Linked DNA regions of Oryctolagus cuniculus: regions 1 and 2 are each linked to region 3. The links are chromatin contacts, called in public Hi-C maps. All regions are on one chromosome and are shown on one strand. The core of a region is the stretch at or near the end of the contact, and the rest is flanking DNA. Distances in the headings are between cores, read along the strand shown. Region 1 overlaps LOC103347857 (a long non-coding RNA gene). Region 2 holds the start of ZNF608 (zinc finger protein 608). Region 3 has its middle 160 kb from the start of CSNK1G3.

Region 1 (2,899 bases), core at 321-2,820, 720 kb before region 3:
CACTTAATTTAATACAATCTAGAACTTTAGTCACCGTACTAAAGAAATCCTTCCCTGGGTTGAACAGAGGCAATCAATAATTAATGCTTGGATCACCTTTTTTTTTTTCTTTTTAAAGATTTATGTATTTATTTGAAAGGCAGAGTTAGAGAGAGAGAGAGAAAGATCTTCCATCTTGCTGGTGCACTCACCAAATGGCTGTACTGGCCAGAACGAGGTGGGTCCAAAGCCAGGAGCTTCTTCCAAGTCTCCCACGTGAGCTCAGCACTTGGGCCGTCTTCCACTGCTTTCCCAGGCCACAGCAGAGAGCTGGATCAGAAGTGGAGCAGCCAGGACTGCAGCCAGTGCCCATGTGGGATGCTGGTGTTGAAAACAGTGGCTTTACCTACTGCTCCACAGTGCCGGCCCCTTGAATCTGTCTTGATGGTGAGAAATAACAGCACGTGGTTGGGGGCAGGGAGGGTGGCTAATAATTCTGTGGCCATTCACTTAGGGTGCTGGAAATCAGCTATATTAAAAGAAACATGTCATTTGCCTTGTTCAGTGAGGACATTATGGGATGACCTCACTAAATCTAAGTGAAGGTCATTTTAAAAATAACTTTCTGAGGCAAGTATAATTTTTAAATGAGGTGTTGGCCGTCGTACATACTTTATTGACTCAGCGTGTTGGTAATAACGCTGATGACTAAGGCTGTGTAGTTGGTCAGCCCTGATTCTAAGAAATAATTATTGCTGGGAGAGAACAGGTTTTGATTTGTTGTCATTCCAGTTCCCTGTTGTGTAAATGTAGGTGGGGTCACTGGCCCGCAGTCTCATTGTGTTAGGGGTCTGAGTGGCAGTCAGCCAAACAGGTGAACTTGAAATCATCCTCTGTACACAAATTCGGGAGGGGACTCCTGGCCGTTGTCTCTGTTGCTCTTTGCTTAAGAAAGCCCTTCTTTCTCATCTGGCTTTGCTCATCTGGTCAGATGTACCTGCAGCTCATGGACTTCGTTCAACCTCAGGTTCAGGGCTCATGATGTCCCTTCTGAGCAGAAGCAGATCCTCCGTGACAGTTGCTTTCTGTAGGAGTCCGTTGCATGGCCAGGCGGGTAGATAAGTGAGCTGTGGTCCACGGGACCGAGTGACAACGTTGACTTGATTTAGTCTTTTGGAAATGAGCCTGCTGTTGTGGGAGAAGAGCCAGGTACCCCACCTGGGTGCCTGGCAGGGCCCGCCCAGAGCAGCGCGATCAACTGTAACGGCTGAGTTCCTCCCTGCTTGCAGAACCGCTCCTGTGACCTCTTCCCGGTCACGTGGTTCTTTGACAATGAACAACTGTGTTACAAAGCACAAGGCTCCTAAGAAAAATACAGATCCTAATAAAGCCAGGTTGTGCTATAGGGAAGACAGAATTTCTTGCTTGGTCCGTGGAAAAATCAGGAGAGGGAGGCCTGTCACATCCTCCCCGCCCCTGCGGGAGATCTGTTTTGAGAAACGGCCCTTGGCGTCGCTGGGTCGTCGACACAGGCAGATTCGGCAAAACTTGAGGGAGGTGCTCCTGCAGCTTTTGTGAGGCTAGAGCTGGGCAGACGGTCACTGCCTCCTCACATGAAGACCCGAAACACCTTCTCTGCCAAGACAGGAGGAGGCTGTGCCAGGCAGAGCCGACGGGAAGCTGCAGGTGAGTGGAGGCGGAGGCCGATTAGGAGTCCTGCCAACACATGTGTCCGAGTCCTATTTCACAGAAGAAAGAACAGGGCAACAGTGAAGATGCGGAAGGAAAGTGAGGTCAGCGTGCTTTCCCTTACCAAAAACAAAACAAAAACAAAAACAAAAACAAGCCCACCGGCTTGTTTCGGGCAGGTAACAAAGACTTCAGTGTCGGATCCGCACAGTAACTCACCCTGGAAGACAGAACAGAGTAGTCACCGATTCACTTGTGCTCTCTCCCACATGTCTCTGTGGCGTGTCATTACAGCTGAGGGGGGACTGGCTTTGATTCTGTGACGCTTGTAACCCGGGTGCCTGCCAGTTTCTGAGGGGTAGCCTTGGCCGACAGAGGCTGGAAGCCAGCAAGGCCTGCACTCCCGCCCCTGCGGCCTTGTGATCAGCTGGCATGGCTCTGAGCAGGCTCTGCTGGTCTTACAGACACGTGTCAGCACGCAGGCCTAGTGTGCAGTGCAGAGCGGCCCTCTCCTGCCCACCCCACTTGGGTACATCCACTCCCCTCTTGCATGTGAAAGGCTTACTCGGAAGCAGGCAGGAGCTTCTTCCGGTGTGCTTTCAACCTTCCCTTGTCACAAGCCACTGGGGCCTCTAAGGAGTAGCGAGGGAAGAAGCGCATTCCGGCCTCTGGGCCAGCAGAGCTGTGGGAAATTGATTTATCCGATGTTTATTTCGGAGATCTGAGTCCTTTCGTATCCCTCCTGGTCAATCCTATGTGTTAAACATCATCAGCTCTACCAATCCCAATACATTTCTAATATTCCTTTAGACGTTAAAACAGCCGCAGGAATTGATATTGTTGAGGATTAATTGATGCCCACCTATACTGCATCATCCTACTCACACGAAAATATTTCAGAATTAATCATCAGAAATGTAACGCAGGCCTACTGTGCCCCAGGCATTATCCTGGAGCCTCATGGGTAAATAACATTGCTGCTCTCAGGAAACTTATCCCTGCGTTAGTTGTGATGCAATGTAAGGCTGTATGTTGAGGAAAGCTATGAATAAGAAGAGTGGGATCAGAGGGCAGAGAAGAAGGGGTGACAGTGACTGAGACACAGGCATCAGGAAAGTCGAGCTTTGAGGGGTGCAGCTGAGCTGGGACTGGAGTGGAGAGGATCATGCACATCTGGGGGTGAGATTTGCTTTGGAAGAGAAAATAGAAAATGCAGAAGCTCCGAGGCCCA
Region 2 (2,883 bases), core at 338-2,837, 950 kb before region 3:
GATTTGAATACAGATAGACTTGGGGGAGATCTAAAGACCTATAGATGGTGTTCCTCTGGTTTAAATACCCCAATAAAGGCTGGAGACTGCTGTTTGTAACAACCTGTGATGTCAAATCTAGTTCATGTAAGGAAGTGAAACAGCTAATTGGCAATTTTTTTTATGGACTAAATATATAGAAAGCTCAGAGGTGAGTCAGTAGCCATTGCTTAAGATACGAGACATAACCATCCACAAAGTCACAGCTGAACACGGGAGTCACAGGTCCTCTTCTGGCAGCACTGACGCCTTCTGTGTGTCCCTGTGAGGTAGACACCTCCACTGTCCCGTGGAAGTTACCGTCCCAGCAGTACCCGCCCCTTCAAAACCTGGGATCCTGATGCCTTTGATTAAATTCGCAGCACTTTCTGGCTTTAAGATGTCCACATTCCATCTCCCGAAGAAAAGAATGGGAAATTGCAATGAAATATTTAAAATGTGGTCTAAAGGTTTAAAATATATAAACACGTTAGCTTAGGTACCCTTGGAACAGCTATTACAGTAAAATGCTCAACTTGTTATTTCATATTAACCTCTCTTATCCTGTGACCTCACAGTCCCATTAACTCGGCTGCTGGCATTCCTCCCACCATAAATCCAGAGGAAGTTCCCTGTCTAGGGGCTGCAGTCCCGGTCTTTCCAGGACTTAACCCCCACCCCGAGATAGGGTTACAGATCTGGGGGCGAGGATAGGGCGACTGAAAAATTGCCACCTGGGTTTGTCTAAGGGGTTAATCTGCCTAGAATATTTCTCTACCACCCATCGATTTTCATTTAAAAAAAAAATAATCCTGGCCTTTGGCGTTAATTCGGTTGGCTGGGGCTTTATTTTATCTTTCAGCCTTTTTTTTTTTGGAGCCGCCTAAGACCAGGTGGAAAAGCCTTGTTCAGGGAAAATCTCTTCCCAGAGTGGCGCTGCAATGGTTGCCAGCGCTCGAGGACCAGGAGCCTGGCAACAAAAGGGTTACTGGTTCCCCCAACCACCGCCTCTACCCCCGAATCGATTTTTCTTATTTAATCAGCGAGTTAAAAAAAAAAAGGGGGGGGGGAGTTGCAGGCTGGACCCTGCGGTGGGGGAGGGTGCGAGGCCCGAGCCGCGACTCGCAGCATCCGTGTCGGGAGCCGGGGCTACAAGCCCCCGGAGCCGGGAAGGGCCGGCCCCCGGGCGCTCGCCGCTCCTCGGCTTCCCGCTGCCCGCGAGCGACCGCGTTTTGCGTCCTGCACACCCTCACCCTTGCATTTACCGGCAGCCTGGCCTCGCAGCCTGTTGGAGCTGTGTTTTAATAAATAAGTGTTTTCTGTGAATGAGGCAGTCATTTTTTTTTCTCTTCCTGCGGGAGGTTCCTCACCCCCGATCTGGTTGGAAAAGAAAGCGCTTTGTCTGCACAGCCCACCCCCCCGGCGCACCCCACCCGCGCCCAGGGTGTGCTTTATACGCGGGTGTCTCTCGGCCCCCTCCAGTAGCCCCGAGAAAGCAGCCGGCCAATCGGAGGGCCCGGTTTCATAAAAGCTGCTCTCTGATTGGCCCGATGCGAAAGGGCACTGCGAACAAAGAAAAGTCCCTTTCAGGTACAGCGGCTGGGAGCTCGCTCTGCTGCGCTCCCCCGCGTGTGCGTGCGTTGAGTTCCAGCCCAGATTTCGGTGCTGCACACCAAGCCGGTTGCGCGTGTAGGCACTGGGGGCAGGGGGAGGGAGGGGAAGATTTTTTTCGTTGTTGTTGTTGTTTTTTTAACTTTACATTTTTTTTTATAAAAAGTACACAGGACGGTCTGTGACACTCTGATGGTCCATCTTCTTTCCTAATAAATTTGTTGAAGAGATTAGAATTTCCAAAATAAAGCGGCCGCCACCACCACCACCACCACACACATTCAATGCAGTTAGAAGGAAAAGGTCAACTCGGTGCCAGACAGACCGTAAGTACGGTTGCGTGGTGTGTCTCTTCTCTCTCTCTGGCGCTTAGCGGGGACTGGAGGCAGGGGAGTGCTTGGAAGGCGGAGCTGGCCCCAGGGTCCGGCTTGCGCCTCTGCAGCAGCCCGGGCCGGGGAGCCGTGTTACCCAGCGGAGGCTGCAGCGTGAGTTGAACCTCACGCAGTTCCGCTCCTCCGGGCGCTCGGGGGGACTTGCAGCGAGCTGCCCTTGCGGGGCTGCAACCCGCAGGACGATGGAAGCCACGCAGCTCCAGGTCCCGGGCCACAGGGTCAGTCCTCTCGCCCGCCTGCGCCCTCCCTCTGCTGTCCCGGCTGGGGCAGCCCCCTCCCCAGGCCGAGCCCGGAGAAGGGGGAGGGGACCCAGCCGGGTCTCTGTCCCCCTGCCACGTCCCAGTGTCCAATAATTTAATCTCAGACCCGTGTCCCAGTGCAATGGTGATGAGGACCGTTTTTTCCACCTCTTAAAAAAAAAAAAAAAAAGCAAGCAAGCCCTCCAAATACCATTGAGAAAGGAAGAGAGGAAAAAAAAAAAAAAGGCCCCACCCAACCCAAACAAACCCACAAATAGTAACAACGGTGTGTTTATTCCCGGGCTCGGCCCGGGAGCTCGCGAGACGGTTCTTTGTTTCCTACGAGGGCGGTGGGGTGGCAGTGTGGGGGTGGGGAGCCCCTCAAACGCCCCCGAGCAGCCCCCGGCCCCGGCCGACAAATTGGAGCGAAGTTGAGGAAAGGTTTATAAGGTGTTTCTGCAAAACATCTGCTGGGCTCCCCGCGCCCCGGGCAGACCCCAGGACGCGGGGCTCGGGTGGGTGCGGGGCTCGGGTGGGTGCGGGGGAAGCCCGCAGCACGTGCGGGCCGCCCCGGCGCGGGGGCGAGCGCGGGGACAGACCGTCAGCAGCTGACTGGTTGTGTG
Region 3 (3,282 bases), core at 535-3,034:
GACCAGGAAAAACACCTGGCTCCTAGCTTCGGATCAGTGCGGTGCACGGGCTGCGGCCACCAATGGGGGGTGAACCAATGGAAAAGGAAGACCTTTCTCTCTGTCTCTCTCTCACTGTCCACTCTGCCTGTCAAAAAAAAAAAAAAAGAAAAAAAGAAAGAAAGAAATCCTGACATTTCCAACAAAATGGATACAACTGTGCTAAGTGAAATAAGCCAGACCCATAACGACAAATATCACAGTTTCTATTATTTATCTTAATAGAGTATAAAAATTGTGTGGATATCATATCATTTGGTAAAGACTTATAAATGTTGCTTCACTGAATATACCATGTAGCAGATAATACAGTCTTCTGTAATGTTTTATTTTTGTGTGTTGGTTATGAATGTGATCAGAGGACAAAGAAACACATTTATCTATATGCTTAATGTGCATTTCTTTGTGTGTATATTGTATTTCAATAAAATATAGAAAATAAATTAATAAATCAGACCCAGTAGTCAACTGCTCCAAACCAGAAACTGTCCTTATCCTACAGAGCATACCCTTCCCATTGAACAAACTTGCCAAATCATACGATCGCTTCAGAATTTTGGGAGAGTCCCAACATGTGATGGCCGGCCCCTCAGTCACTTCAATATTTTCTCTACTTCCACCCTCCACATAAACCACCTGCACATTTCTCCCTTCTCTTTTCTGAGATCCAACACAGCTGAGGATCAAGGCAGAGTCCTCACTGGAAGCAGACTGGGTACCTGTATTCAGACCACCACACGCTGGGAGACCAAGCACATCGACACCAACTCCAGTTCCAGTGGCCAGGCTCTGAGTGGAAACCTCAAGTCCATGGCAGGCTATGCGTGTTCAGGAACAAAGCACAGCAGGGAGTGACTGGTGAGAGGGCTGTTGGGGCTATTCTGACTTGCCGTAGGCAACTGTGGGTAACCAGCTCAAGTATGCCTTCCATCGGTGATGGGGACAGCGCAGCTCTGTGGCACTCGGTATTTCAGAGCACTGGGCAAACTGAAAACAAAGCACTCCACAACAGACAAGCAGCCCCTCTCTCCTGTGCTCACTTAAGCTTTTTCTTCCCAAACTGCTGGCTGGATTTTACCAGGGCTTCACAGACAGCCAACACTGCAGCTTGGGAAAGCTGTCAGAGCTATTATTTTCCTTTTCTTTTCCACATTGATTCCATCTGAGACTGAACATATCAGCAATTATGCCTGTCAAATCAAGACTTAAACTTCCTATACAATTGTGAAAGTATCCCCTGTTGTCATCAGGCCATCTGGAGTGCGGCTGGCTTTGCGAATCCCCGCATGTACACAATCAGACCCGGGGATCATCTACAGTGCGATCACTTCAAGGTTTCTTTTCCAGGGATCCAAGCCAGGGAGCAGTCCTCATAATGAGAACTAGAGAAATGAGAACTGCGCACTGTGTTAAAAGAGATAAGGAACAGAAGTGAGCTGTGCAGCATTCAGCCGGGATGGGAAAAGCGACACAAGGCTAATCTGTGATCCAATTTGTATAATATATATTTGTTTAGATATACGTGTGTGTACATAAAAACCAGAAGACCGTAAGCTCAGCTCACAGCGCGATATGGCATGCTTTATTTTCACTTGCACATATTTTCTCAGGTTTCCATAACCGCGGATTACTTCTGTTATAAAAGCACTGTTTTACGCTAGCGTGAGAAGCGCTCAGGATGAATATGGAACATAAGTCTCTGCACAGAGACCCAGAACGCCCAAGCTCACATGTACAATTGTGTGTACGTAAACAGGCACGGGGCTCCGGAAGACAGAGCTGAGCCTGTGAAAACACAGAGCCTGCATCGCAGCCCCAGAATATTTATATACACTCACCGAGATATTTATACACACAGCCCCAGACTTCCTCTGCTGCTTGCTGGCCGTGTAGGCAGCCCTGGTGGCCTCGGCCGAGTCTGCTTTACAACACTACTGCTGAGGACCTTAACCTTGCTCTGACATATAAATTCCAGCGGCAATGAATTATAATATGGGGAATCTTCCCCAGTAACAGCTCAGAAAACAAAAAGCCACCAAACTTTTCCAAACGCCATTATTTTTTAAGAGAAATGAGGAGCCAAGGGAGAGGAGGGGGCGGCTGAAAAACAAATAAAAAACCTATTCCCTTCTTCCAAGCCGAAAGCACTAAATCGTTACTGCCTTATAAATCTCTACCAATTTGTGCTCCATGTAAATCTCCAACGGGAGTTCTCCTAGTTCCCCCTCCCTTAGAAAGTGGTTGCCAGGATGTTTATAGAATCGTTACTGGTAGGTTTTCCTCTGCAGGAAACACTCAGCTGCAGCCCCATCCTTTTGGGGATGCAAAAATGTATTTCCAGAGGCAGGAAGCTTTTTCATAGAGAGGAAAAAAAAAAAAAGACAAGTTCAAACCATAATTATATTCTCACAAAGAAATTGAGAAATGGGATTTTTTTTTTTTTTGGTAGATCAATGGCTTTATCCAAGCAACAGCTCATGAATAAATCTTTTTAAAGATCTAAAATGTGACACAAGCTCATTATTAAAAAATATTCAAATAAGTATAAAGAGTGAAGGGGGAAATGTCATACGGTATTCTGAACCAGAGCTGCATTCCCGATGCTACATCTTTTTATTTTGCTTAATTATTGGGAGAGAACGTTTTTGGTTAAAGTGAGATCTGTCAGATCACTTTTCCTGCAGATATTTTAACTGTAACCAAATAATGCAACACTAATCTGTAAGAGTTTTTCAGTAATAGATGTTTTTCCTCGGTAAATCAATGCAAAGGCTAATTGGGGTGGAAGGTGACTATCTCTCGTGGTTATAAATACATTTGCATTGCTATCAATCTTTTCCACCACTGATGTTAAACGAGGCTGAACAACCTAGAGAGGGAAAAAAAAAAAAAAAAATTGAGGTTCAATATTAGGCTGAAGTAAATGCTGCCATCAAGTGGTCACATAGAGAGTTGTCTTCAAGAACAATAAAGTTGTCAACTCCGTTACAGACATCTTTAAAACCTGGAATCAATCTTATTCATAGTTTGATGTAGATTTTTGTTCTAAACACAGGCCAAAAGAAACATATGGCATCTTTCTACAGTGCCCTTCTGCTAAAAATGTGGCCCCAGAGCATAACAAAGCAAACAAAATTACAACCAAACTCTACAAGGAAATATTTTCAGAGTCCCTTGTTACTGCATAACATGTCCACACCAATAAGTCTAACTACCACAAAGATGTATTTTGGTTGCACTGGC

The links. Hi-C and Micro-C count contacts between places; a contact is called where the count stands out from the background.
Region 1: a Hi-C map of an unstated tissue shows a contact between it and region 3, with 3 times the contacts expected there. The contact joins two enhancer-like sites. A contact is called at or near these places in 2 of 6 Hi-C or Micro-C datasets (skin fibroblasts and an unstated tissue).
Region 2: a Hi-C map of skin fibroblasts shows a contact between it and region 3, with 6 times the contacts expected there. The contact joins the promoter of ZNF608 here to the enhancer-like site in region 3. A contact is called at or near these places in 2 of 6 Hi-C or Micro-C datasets (skin fibroblasts and an unstated tissue).

The regions. Positions count from the first base shown.
Region 1 is chr6:14,043,507-14,046,405 of mOryCun1.1, reverse strand. The region is part of intron 2 of LOC103347857 (a long non-coding RNA gene); the gene reads left to right. Among named protein-coding and RNA genes, the nearest start is that of ZNF608, 230 kb to the left of the region's middle. Within about 2 kb of position 1,570, at least 2 of the 8 cell types and tissues checked have an H3K27ac peak or open chromatin away from gene starts, as enhancers often do.
Region 2 is chr6:14,274,597-14,277,479 of mOryCun1.1, reverse strand. ZNF608 (zinc finger protein 608) reads left to right here and starts at 1,587. Exons shown (of 10, transcript XM_070076059.1): 1 at 1,587-1,707; 2 at 1,796-1,955. The coding sequence starts at 1,914.
Region 3 is chr6:13,323,818-13,327,099 of mOryCun1.1, reverse strand. No RefSeq gene overlaps it. Among named protein-coding and RNA genes, the nearest start is that of CSNK1G3, 160 kb to the right of the region's middle. Within about 2 kb of position 1,784, at least 2 of the 8 cell types and tissues checked have an H3K27ac peak or open chromatin away from gene starts, as enhancers often do.